7 separate regions of the Mus musculus genome follow, and all the other regions are linked to region 5. The links are chromatin contacts, called in public HiChIP or PLAC-seq, Micro-C and promoter capture Hi-C maps. All regions are on one chromosome and are shown on one strand. The core of a region is the stretch at or near the end of the contact, and the rest is flanking DNA. Distances in the headings are between cores, read along the strand shown.

Evidence for each region. Promoter capture Hi-C pulls out the DNA fragments that hold promoters and counts their contacts. Hi-C and Micro-C count contacts between places; a contact is called where the count stands out from the background. HiChIP or PLAC-seq counts read pairs in DNA pulled down with a chosen protein or histone mark.
Region 1: a promoter capture Hi-C map of neural stem cells shows a contact between it and region 5. The contact joins the promoter of Taco1 here to the promoter of Tlk2 in region 5. A contact is called at or near these places in 7 of 39 promoter capture datasets (3T3-L1-derived adipocytes, cranial neural crest, embryonic stem cells and 4 more), 5 of 115 datasets of contacts at active chromatin or transcription factors (embryonic hindbrain, embryonic stem cells and epiblast stem cells) and 2 of 9 other capture datasets (embryonic stem cells and liver).
Region 2: a contact with region 5 is called in a FOXA1 HiChIP or PLAC-seq map of pancreatic cancer cells. The contact joins the promoter of Cyb561 here to the promoter of Tlk2 in region 5. A contact is called at or near these places in 7 of 39 promoter capture datasets (the SN4741 cell line, embryonic stem cells, hippocampal neurons and 2 more), 2 of 484 Hi-C or Micro-C datasets (both in embryonic stem cells), 14 of 115 datasets of contacts at active chromatin or transcription factors (bone marrow-derived dendritic cells, embryonic brain, embryonic limb bud and 6 more) and 4 of 9 other capture datasets (adipose tissue, embryonic stem cells, macrophages and 1 more).
Region 3: a Micro-C map of embryonic stem cells shows a contact between it and region 5, with 4 times the contacts expected there. The contact joins the promoter of Mapt here to the promoter of Tlk2 in region 5. A contact is called at or near these places in 1 of 39 promoter capture datasets (liver), 1 of 484 Hi-C or Micro-C datasets (embryonic stem cells) and 3 of 115 datasets of contacts at active chromatin or transcription factors (astrocytes, embryonic stem cells and large pre-B cells).
Region 4: a Micro-C map of embryonic stem cells shows a contact between it and region 5, with 2.4 times the contacts expected there. The contact joins the promoter of Dcaf7 here to the promoter of Tlk2 in region 5. A contact is called at or near these places in 7 of 39 promoter capture datasets (3T3-L1-derived adipocytes, the C10 cell line, cranial neural crest and 3 more), 2 of 484 Hi-C or Micro-C datasets (both in embryonic stem cells), 14 of 115 datasets of contacts at active chromatin or transcription factors (astrocytes, craniofacial prominence, embryonic forebrain and 8 more) and 1 of 9 other capture datasets (adipose tissue).
Region 6: a contact with region 5 is called in an H3K4me3 HiChIP or PLAC-seq map of bone marrow-derived macrophages, with 6 times the contacts expected there. The contact joins the enhancer-like site here to the promoter of Tlk2 in region 5. A contact is called at or near these places in 3 of 39 promoter capture datasets (embryonic stem cells, hippocampal neurons and second pharyngeal arch cranial neural crest), 3 of 115 datasets of contacts at active chromatin or transcription factors (bone marrow-derived macrophages, embryonic forebrain and embryonic limb bud) and 1 of 9 other capture datasets (embryonic stem cells).
Region 7: a contact with region 5 is called in an H3K27ac HiChIP or PLAC-seq map of extraembryonic endoderm stem cells, with 4 times the contacts expected there. The contact joins the promoter of Kcnh6 here to the promoter of Tlk2 in region 5. A contact is called at or near these places in 2 of 39 promoter capture datasets (the 3T3-L1 cell line and embryonic stem cells), 7 of 115 datasets of contacts at active chromatin or transcription factors (bone marrow-derived macrophages, embryonic forebrain, embryonic midbrain and 4 more) and 1 of 9 other capture datasets (embryonic stem cells).

Annotation. Positions count from the first base shown.
Region 1 is chr11:106,064,662-106,067,539 of GRCm38.p6, reverse strand. Taco1 (translational activator of mitochondrially encoded cytochrome c oxidase I) reads right to left here and starts at 1,449. Exons shown (of 5, transcript NM_027346.2): 1 at 1,022-1,449. The coding sequence starts at 1,292. Taco1os (a long non-coding RNA gene) reads left to right here and starts at 1,499. Exons shown (of 3, transcript XR_003949781.1): 1 at 1,499-1,658; 2 at 2,244-2,878.
Region 2 is chr11:105,942,639-105,945,774 of GRCm38.p6, reverse strand. Cyb561 (cytochrome b-561) reads left to right here and starts at 1,288. Exons shown (of 6, transcript NM_007805.5): 1 at 1,288-1,664.
Region 3 is chr11:104,229,875-104,232,893 of GRCm38.p6, reverse strand. Mapt (microtubule-associated protein tau) reads right to left here and starts at 1,458. Exons shown (of 12, transcript NM_001038609.2): 1 at 1,287-1,458.
Region 4 is chr11:106,035,322-106,038,527 of GRCm38.p6, reverse strand. Dcaf7 (DDB1 and CUL4 associated factor 7) reads right to left here and starts at 1,656. Exons shown (of 7, transcript NM_027946.3): 1 at 1,267-1,656. The coding sequence starts at 1,404. Kcnh6 (potassium voltage-gated channel, subfamily H (eag-related), member 6) reads right to left here. Exons shown (of 13, transcript NM_001037712.2): 13 at 2,934-3,206.
Region 5 is chr11:105,179,784-105,182,801 of GRCm38.p6, reverse strand. Tlk2 (tousled-like kinase 2 (Arabidopsis)) reads right to left here and starts at 1,275. Exons shown (of 22, transcript NM_001112705.2): 1 at 751-1,275. 1700052K11Rik (RIKEN cDNA 1700052K11 gene) reads left to right here and starts at 1,369. Exons shown (of 1, transcript NR_027956.1): 1 at 1,369-3,018.
Region 6 is chr11:105,988,917-105,991,919 of GRCm38.p6, reverse strand. It overlaps Ace (angiotensin I converting enzyme (peptidyl-dipeptidase A) 1), which reads right to left. Exons shown (of 25, transcript NM_207624.6): 25 at 1,956-3,003. The coding sequence ends at 2,886. Among named protein-coding and RNA genes, the nearest start is that of Ace3, 4.2 kb to the left of the region's middle. Within about 2 kb of position 1,404, at least 14 of the 459 cell types and tissues checked have an H3K27ac peak or open chromatin away from gene starts, as enhancers often do. A contact at or near this core is called in bone marrow-derived macrophages, where this site is marked.
Region 7 is chr11:106,006,730-106,009,570 of GRCm38.p6, reverse strand. Kcnh6 (potassium voltage-gated channel, subfamily H (eag-related), member 6) reads right to left here and starts at 1,423. Exons shown (of 13, transcript NM_001037712.2): 1 at 1,293-1,423; 2 at 358-588. The coding sequence starts at 1,368. It overlaps Ace3 (angiotensin I converting enzyme (peptidyl-dipeptidase A) 3), which reads right to left. Exons shown (of 15, transcript NM_001101453.3): 15 at 2,021-2,621. All of the region lies in intron 2 of Gm35971 (a long non-coding RNA gene), which reads left to right.

The DNA.
Region 1 (2,878 bases), core at 200-2,699, 880 kb before region 5:
AGGAGGCCAGAAGAGAACATTGGGTACCTTGGAACTGAAGTTTAAGGTAGTTGTTAGATGTCACATGGGTGCTGGGAAACAAACCCAGGTCCTCTGCAAGAGCAGCAAGTGCTTTTAACCGCCCAGCCATCTCTCCAAGCCCTGACTTGACTCTTTATGCTTTATTTTTTCCTTTTCCCTCTTCCAGTCATTTTATTTGATAAATATCTTTAACTTTTTAAATCGATTCTTTGTGAATTTCGCATCATGCACCCCAATCTCACACTGATCCTGTCATCCCTCCAGATCCATCCTCTCCACGCTTGCAGTCTCCCTCCCCTAAACAAAACCAAACCAAACCCATCCCTGATGTAGAAGCAGAAGCTGCGGTGTTGTGGAGTGTCACACTGGATATTCTTTTGTCCAAACAGCTTCACTTGCAAATGTCCATTGCCATGAATTATTGGTCTGGTTCGAGGCCTCCGGCTTCTGCCACACTTTCTTTTTTTGTTTTTTGTTTTTGTTTGTTTGTTTTTTGTTTTTTGTTTTTCGAGACAGGGTTTCTCTGTGTAGCCCTGGCTGTCCTGGAACTCACTTTGTAGACCAGGCTGGCCTCGAACTCAGAAATCCGCCTGCCTCTGCCTCCTGAGTGCTGGGATTAAAGGCATGCGCCACCTCGCCCGGCAAAATAAAACAAAGGTTCGGGAGCGGAAAAAGACCGGAACGACACGGGAACCCGCGACCGGCACCGACAGAACCAACTCGCGGAAATCGGGCAAGCCGGCCGCGCTGCCACACTTTCTTAAGGCGTATTTCTATGAAGTACCTTCTAACTATACCCTTAGATGAAGTCATTTTTATCTAAGGGCGGGTCTCTGAAGGTCTTTGAAAAGGAAAACAGGTATATCCAGTGTAAGTAAGTGCTTTGAGGGTTATGAGTAGGACAATTATGACAACTGGGGGTTGGGGGGACGGTCCTAAATGAAGCCTTAGGCACCTAAAGAGCTTCAGTGACCAGCAGTGAGGACTACCAGGTTCTCACCTTTAACCGCCAGGCGGATACTGAGAGTGAGTTTAGAGAAGATTCGACTCCTTTCCATGTCCTTGGGGCCCTTGATGTGCCGGACTTTAGACCACTTATTGTGTCCCGCCGAGGCCGTCGCGCTGACATGCAGCGTCCTGTGTGGCGCTGCACCACAGCCGGGGTTTGCATGCTGGGAGGCGCCCCAAGGACCCACGCGGAACCCGAGGCATCGCACACGAAAGCACGGGACAGCGGTCATTCTCAGGCTGGCGGCAGCCCAAGACATCATCTGCTTCGACAAGGGGCTGCGCGGTGCAAAGATGAGCAGCTAAAATCAGCCCGTCTAGTCCGGCCCCGGAACAACCCGGTCTGGACGTTCAGACCGCTGCTACAGCTCTCCAGAAACTCAGAGGTTCGGCTCTTCCTGACGCTGCACTGCCTTGAGTGACCGCGAAGGAGCCGGGCGCGGGGACCCTAAATGGTGCAGTACACTTCCTTTGCCCGGTCCGCCGCAAAAAGACGTTCCCGGATTCTGCAAAGTTGGTTCCGCTGCCTCGCGGTACTCGTTCCAACCCCGCCCCTGCCAGGAGTGACGCAACCCTTCTTTGCTCCCGGTTGCTTGGAAACGACAGATCACCTTCCCGGAGAGATTCAGGTGACTGACTTTCCTTCCTAACTGAGCAAGTCCAGAATAAGAATTGTTTGGTTGAAAAAGAAATATGTAGTTCAGTCGGTTCATTTTACAGATAAAGAAACCGCCGCCAAGGTTGCCTGTTTAAAAAAAGGAAGCAATAAACAAAAAAGTACTAAATGCTGGGCGTGGCAGGCCATGTCTGTGATTCCAGCACTTAAGAGGCGAAGGAAACCTTAGGACTTTGTCTCAAAAAAAAAAAAAAAGCAAAAACTTTAATTAAAACAAACAACGACAAAAAAAAAAAAAAAAAACAACCAAACAAAATAAGCCACTACCCCACCAGCCGACGAGAAGCGATTTGCCCAGTCATTTAAAACTTTCTGATTTAGATTTCATTTCTGTAAACAAGGATGGCATTGCCTGTTTTGCCAACCCATACTGGACAAAAGATCGGGCCAGCCTTTGAGTCAAACTGCTATCTTCGTTTTCCATCTGTTGTTTTAAAATTAGTTTAAGTATTTTTAATATATGTGTATGGTTGTTTTGACTGCATGTATGTCTGTGCGCTACATGTGTGCCTGGTGTTCTCAGATATTTATTTTACAGATAAAGAAACCGCCGCCAAGGTTGACATCAAGATAGCCTGGAACTGATGGTTGTGAGCTGTCACATGGAGAATCGAAATTGAACCTGGGTCCTCTGGAAGGGCAACCAATATCCTTAACTGCTGAGCTATTTCTCCAGCCCCTTCCACCATCGGTTCTCTTGGCAGAGAAAACAAGAGAAAAAGGACACTATGGAAAAATAAAGAAAAAATAATGTAGCAGCTGCTTGAAACTCTTTAAGAGCTCTCTAGGGGGGGGGTGAATTAAGTCTCAAGAGCGTAACACATTTAAAAAAGCAGGTCAGTGTGAAGGCAGTTTGAAGTCTTGCTCTCTAAAGTTAGGCTGGATGAATTCAAAGTGTGTTTCTGCCATTTAGTAGTGCAACCTTGGGCAAGTTCTTTACTTTCTGTTTCCTTCTACAATGGCCTTGAATAAGCAGGATGAGGGGAAGGGCACGGACACAGATTTTATATTATTTTTTAAAAGATTTATTTTATTATTATACATAAGTACACTGTAGCTGTCTTCAGACACACCAGAAGGCATCAGATCTCATTACTGATGGTTGTGAGCCACCATGTGGTTGCTGGGATATGAACTCAGGACCTTTGGAAGAGCAGTCAGTGCTCCTACCCA
Region 2 (3,136 bases), core at 39-2,538, 760 kb before region 5:
AGAAACGCTTAGGATCTATTCATGCTAAATTTCTAAGATAGAAATGTAACTAGGAATCCTGGTTTTCCCCTCAGCTTTCTGCACTGGGTAGCCCTGGGGAGAAAGAATGTGCCAGGTGGGAGTGGGTCTGCCTTAGGTCTGGCGTCCTGGTTATGAGGACAAAATTTATTCTGCTCGGTGCCTTTTTTTGCTCCTTAAGGCCTTTCGCTCAGAGACCCCCTCCCTGCATCGTGAGTGTGTGTGAGTGTATGTGTGGTCGTCATAACTCTAGTCTTTCCCATACTGCCACACTGGCGGTCAGGAAATGCACTGTGAAGCAGTCAGCTTGGAGACTTGAAGGAATGAGGTAGGGGATGATCCAACAAAGGACTCTCCCAACAGGAGCCTCCCCGGGTCTTGGAAGGCACTTTAAGACCAACACTTAAACAAGATTCCATCCTGCCAAAATCGGTCCCTCCTTTTCCTCCCAGGAGCCCAAATATACCCAGCAAACAATGAGAAATGGCTCAGCGCCATGTTTAGTTTATAAGCATGTATTTATTGCCTGCACCACCAAGGAAGCTGTTGCTTACCTTAAAAAGCCCATTAGCTTCTGCCAGACGAAAAGTTACCATAAGGTAATTCCGGTTTTTGGTTCTCTCTCAACCGTACACTAGACAGCATACCCACCCTCTAAGAAGGAGCCCCCGCCCCAATTCTGGCTTCTACCAGTGGGCAGCTCCCAGCATGCTGAGGTGTTCCAGGGACTGCCTTCACAGTCATGCTTTGCCTCACAAGGTAAAATACCCCATTTCTCTCCTCCTCTCCGTGAGTCTGGCCAGGCATCCAACAGGAAAGAACCTTTTGTTCCCAGCTTGTAGGAAGTCTGAGCTAGGCTCTTATCTATTCGTAGCATTTCCTGGATAGCGGGCCAGGATCTGCTAAGCTCCCAGCCTTGGTCTTGGCAACAGTCTTAAGTACAGACCTTGGCATACACCAGGTCTAGGACTTAAATGAGAAGTTGGAAGGACACAATTTACCCTTAGATTGGTGTCTCTGTCTCTCTCTCTCTCTCTCTCTCTGTGTGTGTGTGTGTGTGTGTGTGTGTGTGTGTGTGTGTATCCTGGAGTGGAAAAAATGGGAGGCAAACTGTATCAACAACAGTGTCTATGTGGTCAATGTGGCTGGTGTGCAGATGCGGAAGGGCAGGGTTATTCCCAGCCTTCCAGTAAAGTGTAAAGTGCCATCTCCGCCCACGAGGGCTGGAAGAGGTGACCCTGGGTTCCCGGAGCTGAGCTTGGGCCCAGGCCAGGCCTGACACCTAGCGGCCTCCTGGGTTTGGGCGTGGAGAGTAGCGAGCGAGAAGCTAGAGACCGGGAACCCGGGCGCCGAACCCGCGCCGCTAACCTTCCCCGCACGCCGGTCCCGAGCCAGTCCGGAGCCAGTCCCGAAGCTGCTGGAGTTCGGGTCCTGAGTGCGGGTCGGTGTAGCCGAGGTGCCCTACCGAGTGCCGGCGCCTGGCGGGACTTCCGGCGCAGGTGACCGTCGCCTCCTCGCGCGCGCTACCGCTTCCCCGCCGCCGCCCCGTCTCCATGGCGACGCCGTCGCGCCGAGGCTCGTGGAACCTGCCGAGCGTCCGGGGCGCGGCGCGTGGACGCGCGCAGGCCTGGCGGCGGCGGGACAAGGTAGGCGACGGGGAGGTGGGGAGCCGAGTTCCGCGCGGAGGGGCGGAGGGGACTGTGGCCAGGTGAGGCAGGGCTTCGAGCCGCCCTTCCGCGCGCACCTGCCCGCACCGACCCGGCGCTGCCCGGCTTGTCCCCTGACGCGGGTGTTGTGCTGCTGGCACCCGGCAAGGCAGCCGGGGGAGCGCGGGCCGCGTCTGCCCGAGTTAGAATGGGGACTGCTGGTGACTTGAATTCAAGTCCAGGGGCCTGCGGCTGTACTGTAGAACAAAGTGGGTGGGAGTGGACCAATCTGCATTCGCCACGACTGAGCTCCCACTGTCCCCGCGGCCGGTCCCTGCGCTCAGGTGCGGGCCTGGTGGATCCTCTTTCTCTTCTTCCGCATCCCACCGTCCTCGGGCAGGATAACTAGTTCCTATCCTGGCAGAACGCCTGGCTTCGTGCTTTGGCCTTGGAAGTGACTCAGGGGCGGAACTTCTCGGAGAGAGGGATCTGCTGCCGCCTCTGACTCCTGGAGTGGTAGCCAGGCCACCTCCCCCTTTCCGGTCACTTCTCTTCTTACCCTTACCACCTTTCCACAGGCGCTGCAGCACCACAAGTCACAGACACTTTTGGTTGCCCTTCCTTTTTTTGTCTTGGCAATTTTCTTTAAGAAAAGCCCCATCTCCGATACCTGAGTTCTGTCCGCTTCTTAACAAAACAAAAAGCAAAGTGTTCTCACCTCCCTTAGATACCTTGATTGCTCCTCAGCACTTGGATCTGGGAGGAAAATACTGGACTGCTCCAACCCCACCCCTTGTAGGAGGAGCTCCTGGAACCAGAAGTAGAGTTGCACACAGATGCCCTGCCCTGCCATTGTCCCTGGGTAGGCAGAGCCCAGGTTTCTTGAACTTACAGACATCTGAATGCTGGGATTAAAGGCCATGCCAGGCCTTGCGTTCCATTTTCTAATCGCCTCACAATTAATTAGAGTACAAGTGGGAATATGAAATTTCAGACATTAAAATTACCACCTAGGTCACTTGTGGTGACAAGAGGCTGTGTTCCTAGAATGTGGGAGCCTGATGCAGGGAGACTGAACGTTTAAAGCCAGCAGACCTACAGAGGGAGATCTTGGTCTAACGCCCCCTCCCCCGCAACAAGAACTAAAGGCAGACTGTTTGACAGTCTTCCTCGCTCTAGAAGTTTGTACTCTATAGGGGGAATGAATGGGTTGGTGGTGGGGCAGGAGGGATCTGGTCATCTTCATGGGTCCGTTGACGTCACTATGACGTTTAGGAGATGTTATTTTTGTTCAACTGCTGTTTGCTTAGGTCCTAGCTAGGTGGCAGGCACTGTGCTAAGCACTTGTGCATATTTTTTTTTTCCATTTAAGTTGTCCGAAGTCCAATGAGGTAGGTCTTAAGGTCCCCACTCCACCCCGCTCTCCTCCTCCCCGACCCCACAGTTGAGGAGGCCAGCTTGGAGAATGGACA
Region 3 (3,019 bases), core at 209-2,708, 950 kb after region 5:
ACACTCCCCCAAAAAACCAGGGCTGGGAGCGCAGATCCTAAATCACACGACGAACAAAGCAGCGAGCTCCCCTAGACGACCTCAGGTGAACGCTCTGGTGCGCACCGCTGCAGAGGCAAAACGCCAAGGCTTCCGTGTTCATCACCCCCTGTTCTTTAACATGGGTCCAAGCCGGGTCCTCCAAAGCCTGGCCACAGCTCTTGGCATGCTACGATAGAGACGTGACTCGCCGCAAAAAGATGGCACCTCGCGTTCAGAGAGGGGGGAAAAAACGGAGAGGGGTGGCAGCGGGAGGAGACACATCGTACTCCCCCCTCCTCGCCCACCCAGGTCCACACCCACTGCCGCAGTGAGGGGCGAGCCCTGCGCGCCAGCCCGCGCCTCCGGCAGGGAGCGCACATGCCGGGAGCCCGGCGCAGAACGCAGAGAAAGAAACGCGCCCCGAAATGCACCTGCAGCCCTCGCGTGGGTCTGTGCCTGGCTGCAACGCTGCGCGCCCTCGAGCGGGGAGCCGCTGCCAGCCAGCCCGCTGACACCGCGAGGCCAGGTGACCCCTGACTCTTCGAGCTCCCACATTGGGATCCGCGCACTACCTTCTCTCGGGCACGGCGCTGCCCCTGTCACTGTACCAAGCGCGCGCAGGGGGAAGGGCGACTAACGTGACAGCGCCTGGACCCCTCCCCATCCTCCGGATTCCTCCCAGCCCCCAAATGTCCCCTGCCGGCTTCTGAAGGAGGAAAAGGGGAGGGGGCGGGCCACCGCCTTAAATCAGGGCCAGTGAAGGCCGTGTCAGAATCGCTGTCAGGGAGGTGGAGAGACATGAAGGCAGTCATCTTTTCTAGAACCCGATCCACACCTTCCTTAGGGCTGATGGCAATCAGGAGCAGAGAAATCCGATTTCAGGTTCTGTTTCGGGGGTCGTCGTTGGACCCCCATGCACACTCACAGACCCACGCCCATTGCGGCAAAAGGCTGAGATCCAGATTACAGAACAACCCCTTCCCTAGGTCACCGTCATCCGCGCCCCACCCTGCGGGCACAGCCCCCCTCATTTGCGCGGAGCCGATAGTGGGGACCCCAGCACTCATAGATACACGCATTCGCTCGCGTGCGTGCATCTCTTGCACGCGTTCCTTCCCAGCTCCCCAGCGCCTAGGGCGCAGAGAGGCCCCCGCCGTTGCGCCTGATTGATGCCCAGCTCCCTAAATCCATCTCTGGGGCGAGGGGTGGCAGGAGGACGGCGCACAGGGCCAGAGGGGACTGGATTTCAGAGCTGCGGCGCTTACCTGATAATCGACAGAAGGCGAGGACAGAAGAGGACAGCGGAGGAGAAGGTGGTTGTGGCGGCGGCGGCAGAAGGTGGGCGGTGGCGGCGGCGCTGCTGCTGGTGCTGGAGCTGGTGGGTGGCGGAGACTGAGAGCGCGCGCGGCCGAGAAAGCGCGTTCTGGAGGCCGGCGGGCAGCGCAGGCGCGAGCCACGGGAGCGCGAACCTCCCTAGGGGAGGGGCGGGCAGCGAGGCCTGGGCGGGCACCTCCCCTTCCGACCGCTAGGGGGCGCACGCGAGCGCCCCTCAACCCTCCTCTCTCCGCGCCGCTCGGCTCGCCCCTCTCCGCGCTTCCCTCCCCGGGTCCCGCCACGCCTCGGGCCGCGGTGCTGACCGCCGCGCGCACGCGCATTCCGTGGCGCACGCGCACCCGGCCTCCCGGGGCTGCAGCCTTTGTCTAGTCCAGGGGTCCCCTCCCTCGGTCCCCGCGGGGTCCAGGCAGAGCGGTGTGTCGGTCATCGTCCGCTTTTCAGTTCACCCTCGCTGGCTCTCCAGGCGGTACACCGTGAACCCCAAGTGCTACAGGCTCCCCGAGTCTCCTAAAATGTGGCCCTCCAGATAGAGCGCACTTTCTATTTCCAGGGCCAGCTGTTCGCTTGCTTTCTTTCCACCTGTTTTTGTTAATGGCCAAAGTGAATGATTTCCTTGACAAATCTTCTCGAAACAGATTAACTTGACCGTAATACACTTTAGCGTTTTCGTGGAAAAACAATTGTTTTTAAATCAAGGAGCATTCAAACCCATTAGGTATCTTGACTGTGACCCTAGCGAAGAAAAATCTTTAAATAGGTAAGTTCTAATGATGCTTACCACACACACTGCAAGGCATTTTCACAGAGTTATTTTTATCTCGTTTATTGAAACACCTTTGTACAGCGTGAGAGCTGAATTTTTAAGGTGCCTGCTGGAGATGGCCACCTGCTGGATGTCAAGCTTCCGGTTGAAATTGGTCATTAGTTCTCCTTCCAGCTACGTAGGCGTGGGCTGTGGCTTTAGCTTAATATCTTACCTCCCCAAAGCTCAATTCTCTTGGACAGCTGGAGCCTGTTCAAATGCAAGGAAGAGAGACAGGCACCTACTTCTTGCCAAAGAGGCGAAAACTTGTCTTGAAGCTTTCATTTGCATGCCGTTTTTTCTTTATTTTTCAAGGCAGGTTCTCACTATGTTGCCCTGGCTGGCTTGGAGCTCACAGAGATCCCCTGCCTGCCTCTGCCTCTAGAGTGCTGAGATTAAAGGTGTGCACTGCTATCCCAGCAGTTGTTTCTAAAACTCCAACGTTGTACCTGCTCGGTGTGTTGGCTCACATCTGTAATCCCAGCATTCAGATAGGCTGAGACTTGTTCAAGATCAGCCTGGGCTATATAGCAGAATCCAAGCCAGCCTGAATTGTATTACAGGGTGAAAGTGAGTCAACAAACAAACAAACAAACACACTTCTGGGCTGGGGGGGTGGATGGTTGTGAGCCACCATGTGGTTGCTGGGATCTGAACTCAGGACCTTCAGAAGAGCAGTCAGTGCTCTTAACCCCTGAGCCACCTCTCCAGCCCCCAAAATAAAATTTTGAGATAACTTTGGGTTCAGTTTTCTAGCACCACAAACATTTTTTCCCATATGAGCTTAATTACTGAATTATTCTGGAATGACGCAAATGGGGCTAATTTCTTTTTACTTTCTTTTTAAAAGAATTACTTATT
Region 4 (3,206 bases), core at 407-2,906, 860 kb before region 5:
ACTGTGGGGGTAAAAAAAGCCACTAGAGAGGAGACAAGAAATAGGGCTCTTCACTAGGAAAGGGCGGCTCGGTACACACTCCCTGGGACTGTAAACTGCTGGTGTATGTGTGACGTCTAGACAATCAAAGGCCATCCTTTTCACCCTTTTCTCAAAGAAGATGCCAAAAAATGGTGACCCTTTCCCAGAGAAACACATGTGCTCCCGAAATACCATAAACAAACCTAAAATGCTCAAATGTTTTCACCTGACCCTTCACATATAAAACAGAAGCCCTCTCCTAGATCACTGTGGGTCAAAAATAATAAAATCTGGTTTGTTCAATGCCTTATAGCTAAATCCTAGACCACCTACTTCTTCCACTGCTCCCACCATCTTGTCATTTGTCTCCAGTCTGATGTTCATAAGAGTAAGGCAGAGTACTGGCTATAAATACCACTGGCCAAAGCTTTCAGTATCTCTGATTACTGTCATTCATTTTTTTTTTTTTAACTCAAATTACAACAAAAGAATGAAGGTAAGAGATTAGGGAAAGAAAATTCTTCTCAATACTTTCAAACCTATACCCTGCATATAAAAATTCTCTCCTTCTGCCAGTGTTTTGATGAAGTGATGATGTCCAGCAATGCTGCAAATGAATGTGTAAAGAACCACGAAAAGAACAGGTCAAACGTCATCTTTCTCTATTCAGAAATAATGGCGGGATAATGCCACAGACTAAGGTTTCCAAGGATAGGCTGTTTGGGGGAGGGTGAACATCAAGGAGCAAAACCAATGACCAATGACAACCTAGCATTAGGGCTCTGTATCCATGAGAAACACCTGAGATGGGGAAGATCTTGCAATAAATAGCCCTAACAGAAATCTCGCGTGGCCAGGAATGCACGACCACCAATCCAAGCGCCGCATCTTCCTCCACTGCCTCTCTCCCGCCCCCCACCTAGCAACAGAAGCACTGCGACAGGAGTGGGGGAAATGAGAGGGACGGAGGACATAGCTTTGGGGGTGTGACTCCGATCTGAAACCTGCTACTACCATCGAAAATCTTATCTGCCTCAGGCATGTCACAACACCGTGCCTCGGTTTCCCCCGGCTGTCAAAACTAAATAAGAGGCAACGAGTGTGACAACCTCAGCGACAGGACCACAGAGGACCCACCCCCTTGTTGTGGTCAAGGCGAGTTTGCAGGAGAGTTGTGGGGACCGGGGCTGCCGCCCACCTCGAGCGTTCCCCGCCGGCTACACGCTGAGCCCCGGCACAACTCACCTTGTTGTTGTACTCTTCCACGAAGCTGCCCAGCGCCAGGCGAAAGCGCTTGTCCGGCCGCACGCTCCAGTTCATGGCGTACACAGTCCAGGGCGCTTCATATTTGTAGATCTCCTTCCGTTTGCCGTGCAGGGACATGGTGGCGGCTGGGCCGCAGAGCCGGCCAGAGAGGCAGCGGGCTGGGGCACAAGACAGGCGGGGACCCGGGCTTGGGTCCGCGGGTCCGAGGGGAGGCGGGGCCGGGGCGGTCAAGAACGGCCTAGCCCTCCAGCGGGTCCTCGGCTACACACACTCACACTCGGCCGGGCCCGACCACCAGTTTCAAACCAGCTCGGGCAGCGCTACCACCTTCCGTTTGGGATGCCGGCCCGCCCTCTCGGAACGGAAGCCACGCGACCCCGCAGCGGCGACGAGCGTTGGCTGCCGGGTACGTCCTTTCCAAACTGTTCCTTCTTTTCATTGGTCGACACAGTTGTAGCGCCCGCGCCCTCCTTACTATTGGTGAAAATGTTTGTCATTCTGCTCATTAGCCCCGCCCAGCTCCTGGAGGCGGGCTCTTTTGAAGTCCCAAAGATCATTGGCTACCCAAGATGTCAGTCAAGGGGATAACGGCGCAGTGCGGGTGAATGGGGGCGTGGGTGGCATGGGGGCAAGTGTGCCCCTCTACTGATCCAAATTCTAGGCCAAGAGTAAAGCCTGCTATTTCTCCTCTGCTGCTGCTGTTCTGATCACCTCTCTCCACTGACAGTAACTGTCAAACCTACCTTCATGGAGGACCACCTGCGTTTATTACATCTCCCTATGTCCGGCGGTCCCTCAGTCTTTGCCAAACGGGAACTCTCTCCAGCTCCAATGCCCACCTTTTAACTGTTCTCTTTCAGGCATGATAGAAACGTCCAGGGACAGGCTAGATTGATTAAGGCTTTCCTGCGCTTTCCTACAGACACTAAAGAGACTCCTGAATTCTGGGATCGATTTGCAAATGACCTGGCTATTAGTCACTTACCTTCTTCCTCTGGGATGTTCAGAAGCCAAATGGTAATCCAACTTTAAATGCTTATATGCCATGAGTTTGAAATGCAGAAAAACCTGGATCTAGGTACACCAATATAAATGTAAATTCTTTCAACGATATTGAAAGGGGTTGTATTGAATTGTTAGGCAGTACTTTAAAACACGTTAATTTTACGTGTATTTGTATGTGCCCGAGTATAAGTAAGTGTACTACATGTGAACAGTTGCCCACGGAGGTCAGAAGAGGCATTCAATCCCCTGGAACTGGAGTTAGTTACAGATGGGAATCCAACCCAGGTCTGCTGCAAGAGCATCCAGTGCCCATAGGGCTATCCTACCTCTCCAGTCTGTAAAATACAATTTTTAATGGATACAAACACTTGGAAGCCTTGAGGGACAATAGTATACACTTATCAACCATCTTTTAGTAATGGCCACCTGTATGAACAAGTCTACTGGGCACTTTTATTTTTACATAGAGCCTAGGCATGGTGTTACACACCTCTAATCCAGCTCTTGGGAGGTAGAGTCAGGAGAACCAGAAAGTCACTCTTATCCTGGGCTACAGAGCCAATTAGAGGCAGCCTGGGCTAGTTGAGAATCTGTTTCAAAATAATAAAAGTTAAAAGAAAATTAACTGGATACCTAGGTGTGTATTTTATTGAAACGTTTTATTTCTGTGCATATCAGGAAATTTGGTCCATAGTTTTCTATTGGTTACATCATTTCTGATTTTTCAGTGGGTTAATAATGGTCTTGTAGTACAATCTTAGCGGAGGTCTATCTATCTATTTTACGGAACAGGTCTTTTTTGTTTTGTTTTGTTTTTTCGAGACAGGGTTTCTCTGTATAGCCCTGGCTGTCCTGGAACTCACTTTGTAGACCAGGCTGGCCTTGAACTCAGAAATCCGCCTGTCTCTGCCTCC
Region 5 (3,018 bases), core at 26-2,525:
GTGACGAATTCAAGTTTCACTCACACACACAAGTAAGGAATTAGGAAACTGTTAGAATGGTAGAAAGGCATCTTAAAAAAAAAAAAAAAAGACTGAGAAGAAAACCGAGTTTTCCCTAAGTAGGTAGGTGGCCTTGCTCACTACTTGTCCTGCCCTAATAATCGAGGTCGGAAAGGCAGAGGTTACAATGCAGTCTCTCCCCAATCCCAAGGTCTCTGGAAACATTTCCCAACCCTCCATCCCCAGGCCTGGCCCAGAAAATGAGGCCCTAGCAGTTACCCCATTTAATGTCAACTCATGATCAGAAAATACCCACCCCATCTCTTTCCAGAGGGGCTTTGGACCGGGATCCTCCCAATGGCCCCAAGCCGGGAAGCAGGACCGATGGGGCCTGGTCCCGGCGCCCCTCGCCGGCTCCAAACTTTCCCCAACTCCGGGCCCACCTGTCACGGACGGAGCGAGGGACAGCTCTCGGGGGCGCCCCGTAGGCTGCCGAGGCCTCCAGCTCCCCGGAGTCGCCTCTCCCGGCAGGCCGACCGCCACACTCCCAGGCCTGGGCCTGGTCCATCTTCGGCCCGGCCCCTCGGCGACCCCGCAGCCCTCGGGGAGCACCTCCCGCCTCGGCGCCCAGGAGCTGCGGCACGACGCCGGCCCGGGTCGCAGCCTCCTCGGGCCCTGGAGTGGGGCCCCCGGGACGGTTAATACCCCAGGCCCCGGCGCCCTTCCACGTCCAGGGGCTGAGCTTCTCACCTGCCGCCGCTGCCGCTCCACTCTCCTCTCGGGAGGGGCCCCGACCCGACCCGGCTGCTGACCGCTCCGCTCTCCCCCTGGGCAGGCCCGGGGCGGAGCCGGGGCCTCTCCTGAGCGCCGCAACCCCCCGCCCGGGCAGCCGCCGGCGGCGCCGGGCTCCACGACAGGGCGGGCGGGGGAGGGGGGCCACGGAGGCCGCAGATCCCCGAGCTCGCGTACGGAGCCAGGCGGCTGACGCGGGCCCGGGCCCGGGCGGCCGCCGGGGGGCGCGGGGCCGGCCTCCTGGCGCCGGACAAAGGCCAAGGGAGGCGCAGAAGGGTCTGGGTCGGGCCGAGAAGTGGGGGCCCGCTCGGCTGGGGGCCACTCGGGTGCGGCGCGGAGGGCGGGATGGGGGGGGGGTCGGAACCGCTAGTGCCCAGGACCCGCCTCCGGCCCCTTAATCCGGATCGGTTCGGTCCGGATTAGTAGTGATCGGTGTAAACACACTAGTGAAACCGCGTGTTTCCTCGCGAGATTTGCACGGCTGGGAGGCACGGGGGGGGGGTGTTCCTGGGGTGGGGGGGAGGTAGTGCCGGCCGTGGGGGAGGGGACGGGAAAGGTGTTGGGGGGAGGGTCGCTGCTGCCCCCGGAGCTCCGCCTCCTCCAATCAGCGGCCGCGCTGGCGGGCAGGGGTTAACCAGGGGACCCCGCACCGGCGGAACAGGCCGCGCCTGACAGGGCTGCTGAGGGCGGGCGGCTGGCGGCGCTTGCGGCCCCGCCTGCGACGTGAGGGGTGGTTGGTCGGCTCGGGGGCGCCGGGTAAGCGGCCGGGGCCGGAGCCTCGGGAGCCCGCCTTTGTGGAGACAGAGTCGGAGGCCGACGGTTGGGCTGCGCCTCAGGCCGCGGAGCAGCGTCGGAGCGGCGACCCGGCGGGACTGCCGCGCTCGCCCTGCCTCTCATCTACACACATTTTTTGGGGTGAGGAAAGAGGTTGCTCTGCCCAGCGATGGATCCGAGGAGAGAGCCCGGGAGCGGGGCAAGGGGTGTCACTGAGTTCGCGGTGCCCACCCGATGTCCGCCAGCCGGCCATCCCCCGCAGCCATGGTCCACGTCCCCAGACCCCACGCCACGCCACGCCACGCCACAGGCACGGAAAGCCGGCCGGCGGCTCTCGCCTTCCACGTACCTGACTGGCCTGGCGTCTCCAGGGACAAAGGTGTCCTGGGATCACAGCCGAGCCCTCACCAGCATGCCCCCCTCCAGAGCGGAGGTCGCTACCCGCCCCCCGGGGAACTCTCTCAAAGCACCTAGGGGGAGGTTCCATCTTAACCTCCGGTGACAAGATGGCCCTCCTGGGGTGCTGGGGGCCTGCTCTTCAGAGTGTCTGCTGAGAGGGTGAGCGCCTGCGACAGGAGGGCTTTCCTGCATGGGAAAGGGTTCCACCTCTGACCCCAGCGCCAAAGGGGGAAAAAGTCACTTTCTTCACCTAGTTTCACGAGCCAAGACACGGACTTCAAAGTAACGACTCAGCTTTTTGTTTTCTTCTGATGCTTCCTTGACCAGATGTCTGAACGTGTCTGAAGGACTACAAGGGAATCACAAGAGAAACATTCAAGCTTTTACACAGCCGGCTTGAACTTTTCCAGGCGTTGGCAAGTACTCCAAAGTAGAATTCTGTTATTATTAATTTTTCCACATATTGACTGGACAGAGACCTGCCAAATGGGCAAAGGATGATAATTCCTTTTTGTACATTCTCCATCCTTCAGAACTCAAGTAGAAAAACTCAAATTGGGAGTCATCTTCCAGATCCCAGGCTGCTTGGAAAGATGAACGTTTTGAAGGGAAGAGGGGAAGAGCAAGTCAGGAGCAAAGGGTAGGGAAAGGGGGCAAGGAGGAGCCCCCAGAATGCAGTCAGTCTCAAGCATGAAAATGATGAACAAAAGGAGTGCACTGTGGCTCCTCAAGTCTGCACAGTGGGAAAACAAAGACAGTTCTTTGATTATAGTGAGATCAAGAAAATAACACCCACATTCCCATAACTTGGGAGACTGAGATGAAACAAGATTGCCAGCCTGGGTATCTTAAGACCAAAAGAAAGGGGCCTGGAGAGATGACTCCGTGGTTAAGATTGGCACTGTTCTTGGGTTTGCTCCAAAACATCTACACCCGTAAGGCTTCCATGGACAGTGCGTTCATGTGCACACACAGACATAATTAAAAATAAATCTGAAAAGAATATGGCCTGCAACTGACTATGCAGCATGGGCTGGCCTTAGGTGGTGGGTC
Region 6 (3,003 bases), core at 155-2,654, 810 kb before region 5:
GCCTCTCACTGACTACATCTGCCTCTGCCTCCCAAAAGTGCTGGGATTAAAGGCGTGCACCATCACCATCCAGCTTCAGATGGAGACAAGCAGAGGGGCTTGCTTATAGACACAGGGAAAATAACGGAAGCTGGACTGAACCAAATGCTCTGGTTCAAGAGCCGGTGCCCGGTGACAGAGACAGTGATCAGAGCAGATGGCACTGAGGAAAGACGTTGTCCTCAGACCTCTCCCATGTGTGCTGTGGTGAGCCACCCCCAGTAATCAAATGCAATTTAAAACCAAATAAAACTCGTGGACTAGCCATGAAGAATGTGCGCTGTCAGGTGGCCAGGTGTGGTCTCTCACACCTGGAATTCCAGTACTGGGGACACTGAGGCAGGAGGACCACTACTCTCTCTTTCTCTGCAAACTTCCAGGTAGACTCCATCATCCTTTTCACCCATAGAAGCATGAAGCATGAACAAATGTAGTGTTTGAGAATGTTGAATATATATGTATGTATGTGTGTGTATATATATATACATAATATATATATATATATATATATATATATATATATATATATATATATATTACTATTCCCTAGGATCTGAGGTCAGCCTGGATCACATAGCAACACCTCTGTCTCATTAAATCCAAAACAACTGTAATGCTTCAAAAAACGGAGTGGGGGGGGGGTGAAGACTAAGATGACAACTCCATTGGAAAAGTGCTTGTGGTACAATCACAAGGACCTAGGTTCAAATCCCCAGCACCCTTGTAAAAGCTGGGCATGGCTGTGCACATCCAGGCTTAACAGCAGCCGTGACAGTTGGATCCCTGGGGCTAGTAGTCTAGTGGAATGGACAAGTTCCTGGTTCTGTGAGAAACTTTGTCTCAAAAAATAAAGTGGAGGATTGGCAAATGACTTGGTGAGTAAAGGTGTTGCCAAGCCGGGCAGCCCAAGTTTGGTCCCCAGGTCCCACACAATATAAGGAAGACTCCTGCCTGTCCTCCGACCTCCAGAAGTGCTTCAGGGTACCTGCATGTGCACATGCCCCAAACAACTGAAATAAGGGCTGGCAAGAGGGCACAGTGGGGTAAACTCTTGGTGTGCAAACCCGACAGCCTGAGTTCCAGCCACGGAACCATGCTAGGAGCAGAGAACAGACTTCTGTAAGTTGTCCTCTGACCTCTATACAGGGCGCTAGCGCGCGCGCACACACACACACACACACACACACACACACACACAGAGAGAGAGAGAGAGAGAGAGAGAGAGAGAGAGAGAGAGAGAGAGAGAGGGAGAGAGAGGGAGAGAGAGAGAGAGAGAATAAGAGTTTGCCACGGTAACCACATTGTGAAATCCTTTGCCCTCAGCCTGAAGTTTGGTCCTTTGGGTGAAGGCTGGTGACCTCACATTGCCCACAGCCCTGAGAGGCAGCCTGAAACTGTAGTTTATAAAAATAGAAAAGGAGGTTATGGGACAATGACCTTTGTCTTGCAAACAAATTGCAAAAGGGAAGGGGTGGGGGTGGGGGAACTAAAGTCTGTGGTTATATGCCTTGGAACAATCCAGAGGGTGTGTTTATAAGTTTCATTGTCTTGCTGAATTGTAAACTTCCACCCTCTTGTAAATCTAAAAGTCCTCAACTCCATATCCCTGTACATCACGTACAGAGAATGAGCAAGTGAGAGACAGAAACAGAGAAAGAGAGAGATAGAGACAATTTGGGGTGAGGGTCCTAACAGAGGTGAGACCCAGCGGGAAGGCAAGATTCTGCCCTAGAAATCTGACCATTTTCCATTTGGCCAAGAACTAGGATTAGCAATCAAATATTTTTTTGTAAAAATAGATGCATTTATGATAAAGGGGGGAAGATACATAGAATATAGTGGTACCTCATATCGTGTGTAGAGAAAAATAAATAAATATAAATAAATAAATAAAAGAAAAAGTCTGAACGATACCAAAACTTCAACAGTGCTTATATTTCTTAATGTTGCTACCATGGGCTTTTTATTCAGATTTTCCAAATTTACTACATAAATATGTAGATAAAAAGTTACTTCAAGTGACACCCCCTAAAATCCAAATAGGCCTTCCAAAGGATGGCTGAGGCTGAGGGGATGTGTTCCGGGATGAGGAGGTGGGCAGTAGCAGTGAACCCACTGTGTGGTCACGGATTAATGCTCTTTCCTGTGGGCAGAGCCTACGTGGCTCCGTCAGGGAACCCAGGCTGTCCACTTATATACTGGCCGCTTCAGCATGCTCAGTGAGGCACGCCCTTCCAGGGCCCTCACCCTGTAGCAGGGAAGGGCATCCAGAGCCTTCCTCCAAGACACCCAGCCACAGAGAGGTCACATGGGACAGGATGAGCCATCTATAGTGTATCCACACATAAAGGAGGCAGCCTACCTGCTTCCTTCCCCTCTGTTTCCTAGGCTCCTCCCTGGCAAGTTCATGGGTCTGCAAGACAGGAGCCACCTCACCTGGGCTGTTAGGAAGGCTGGTGGGAAAGGTTGTGGGGGATGGGGTCCAGAGGAATTGGGATTAGCTTCCTGCTTGGAGGAAGACTGCGAAGACAACCAGTAAAGGGTCGTGCTGGGACTGTCAGGAGACAGGCAAGCAGCCGGTCCTGTCCCTGGCTTCCCACAAGGGACACAGACTCAGGTGTGGGGGAGGACCTTTAATTGTATTCACAGAGACTGGGCAGGGAAGTCGGTGTTAGACACTGGGTATCCAGAGAATGGGGGCTGGGCCTGGGGGGTGGGGGTGGGGCAGAGTGGATGGGGACAGCAAAGGAGGAAGGCTCAGCTAGGGTATGTTCCACTCAAACACCATGTCCCCCATCCAGTTTCTTATGGGACACTCCTCTGCTGGCCTTGCCAGCAGGGTCACCTCAGGAGTGTCTGAGCTCCACCTCAGACCCAAACTGGGGCCCACGGTGGGGCCGGCGGAGGCTGTGATGGTTACGGATGTTGTAGAGCCGATGGGCGAGACCCACGGTGGCCACGAGC
Region 7 (2,841 bases), core at 174-2,673, 830 kb before region 5:
CCTTGGGGGGCTGACTCCTCCCTTAATCCCCAGAGCAGATGAGGGAAGGTTAATTTCCATCCTTGACAGCTGGGGCTGGCAGTGACAGAGTAGGTAGCTGGGAGGTGGGGGAGGGAAAGTGGAGCAAGAGGCTGTTCTATACCAGTACCAATAGCTGGCTCAGCCCAATCTCAAGTCCCTTAGAAGACATAACATGCAATTCTCATTGCTTCTCTCTAATACTAAGGAAACCAAGGCCCAGAGTGGGGATAGAAGTGGTCCAGGCTCTTTGGCTCTTAGGTCAGACCCTTCCCCCAGGGCACTCCATGATAGACAAGAAAGGTAGCCTACAGGACCCTTGGCCCAACTGAGTCTCACCATCCTTGCGATAGTAGAGGATGTCCACCTTGCACTCTTCAGCCCCAAGCAGGGCCTGCGCCAGGCGGGACACAGCACTGCTCGGAGTGTTCGGGCCAGTGAGGAAGTCACAGGTACAGGGTCGCTGCATCACCTCCACACGGGAGTAGCCGAAGAGTTCGCAGAAGCCATCATTGCAGTAGATGATGGCACAGTTCTCCATCTGTGCATTGGCAATCAGGAACTTACGACCTGGGGTGGGAAGAAAAAGGTAGGAAGACCGTGGCAGCCAGGAGTGGGTAGTTGGGAGAGAAAGATTACAGGGACCGGTGGCAGCCAAGGAGGGGATTTATACACAGGAGCAGGCAGGGGCCAGAATGAGGGAGGTGGAGGACAGAGCAAGGGAGGGTGGAAGAACCAAGAGTCCTGGGGAAAGGTCATTCCTTCTGGGAGCACAGAGGGGCATGAAGGAGGCAGGGAGCAGAAAAGTAGGGGTGTGGGAACCAAGCTTGGGGGCTAGGGTCAGTAGAGTGGGAGGAAGACCCCAGAACTCCTGGAATAATAGTTGGGATCCAGACCAGAAAGCAGGACTGTGACCAGGGAGTCAGACCTGCTCTGTGGGTGAAAAGAAGGAAGTCAGGCAAACCTCTAGGAGAGGCATGAATGGTCTGGAGGGGTAAGTGGGCAGTGACTGAGAGGGCAGGCCAGGGTTTGTAACACCAAGAAAACTGCTGTGAGCAGGTAGAAGAGTGGCATTATGCCCAAGACACAGCACATATGGAGGAGGTGTTGGGGACATCAAAACGAAAGATTTTGTATTCAGAATCTACCCCCCCCCCCAGCCCCCAGCCCTGCCATTTCTTTTACCCCATCAGAAGTTAGTGAAGAGTTTGGCTGCTCCTGCCATCCAACCCGTACTGCAGAGAGTCCCCCACACCCCCAAACCTCACACTTACTCTGGCCCTCAAACTTGCGGATGATGGTGTCCAAGTAAGTGTTTTGGGGAGCAACGTGGCCCCTGCGGACTGGCATCTTTCTGTAACACCACTTGCTGGGAGTGACCGGTGCCCTGGCTTCTGGCGTCTCCGTCAGTCCTGGGGCTCAGCAGCGTCGGGCTGGGGTGGGCGCCGCCCCCGGGGAGGGCTATCGGGCCCCGCCCGTCCTCCAGCGTCTGCCCTCCCCGCCCTCTCTAGTCCTCCCGCTCCCACGGCTCAGCGCTCCTCCTCCTTCCACGAGGCTTGCGCCCGGGAGCTGTCCGCGTCGTGGTGCTGAAATAAGCCAAGGGACGTGACAGGCAGACGGGGTTGGGGTTGGGGTTGGGGGTCAGGACAAGAGCAAATTCTGATCCATAAGGGGCTCTGAATCCTAGAGAGAGGGGCAGGGGTCCTGAACCTGGGATACTCTGAAGAACTTCTGCTCATGTCCAAATAGACAGAGACCTCAGCATCTCTTTGGACCCCTTTTGATACTGAAGTAGTTTTCCAGGCAGAGGAGGGCAGAAGTTGTTAGGGGCTTCAGATAGTTTTTTGTTGAAGGCTGTCTTCAGGGATTTACCGCTGGGACTGACTGTGGCAATGGGGCACTTAGGCCCCTTGCCCACAAATGGCCGCCACCTATTAGCAAGTGACCACTGGTAAAAGTGTCTGTGTACTGATTAAAAATGAACACACTTAGAAAAAGCAAATTGGGGTGGGGTGAAGTTTATTGAAAAAAAGGGGGGTTTTCTGAGAGGAGAAAAGAAGGGCCACAGTTCATTAAGCACCTTGGTGGACTTGGAACTTTGCAGAGGGTCCCAAGACCAATTTTGAGCCACATTTTAGTAGCAAGCATTCAAAATGAAACATGCACCTTCGGAAAAGGCCCAAGGGTGGTGTCAATGCAGAGGGGCTGAACTGGCCAATGGAGGAGGTGAAAATGCAGGAGAAAAAAATGACAAGCAGCATCCAGTGCTAGTTTGAACATCCAGATTTAATTGATGGACAGCTACGTTTTTAAGAAGTCTGAGGTTCGGAAGGAAATTTGAAGGCCTTTGAAGCAAATATTCTGGCAGAAATATAAACTTTACAAAGTGGATGGGGGGGTGGAGGGGGTGGCCAAGGAGGCTCAGTGAGGTTTCCACTGAAGTCCAGGTGAGAGGCTTAGAGTCCTGGGCGGGATGTGTCCTTGCCACAATACCTGGTGGGGGACCTTGGCCACAGTGGTTGAGAGATGAGAGGGCTGCCAAGTGTGGTTTCCTGGGGGGGCAGAGATGTCTTGGCTGTCCCTGAATGTGGGGAGCAGGCTGGCTGTGGAAGAGAAGTGGGGACAGTATTTCCTATCCAGTCAGTAGCATGGGCTTACGCAGTAAGACATTCATTCATTTGCTTATTCATTCAAGCATTTTTCTGGTCTCCACATTACAAAGAGTAATCCCGACGCATGTTGAGCCTTATGGACCTAACATCTAGTAATGAGGACAAACAACGGCATTATAGCAATAAATACACCACGGGATAATTCAGAGGT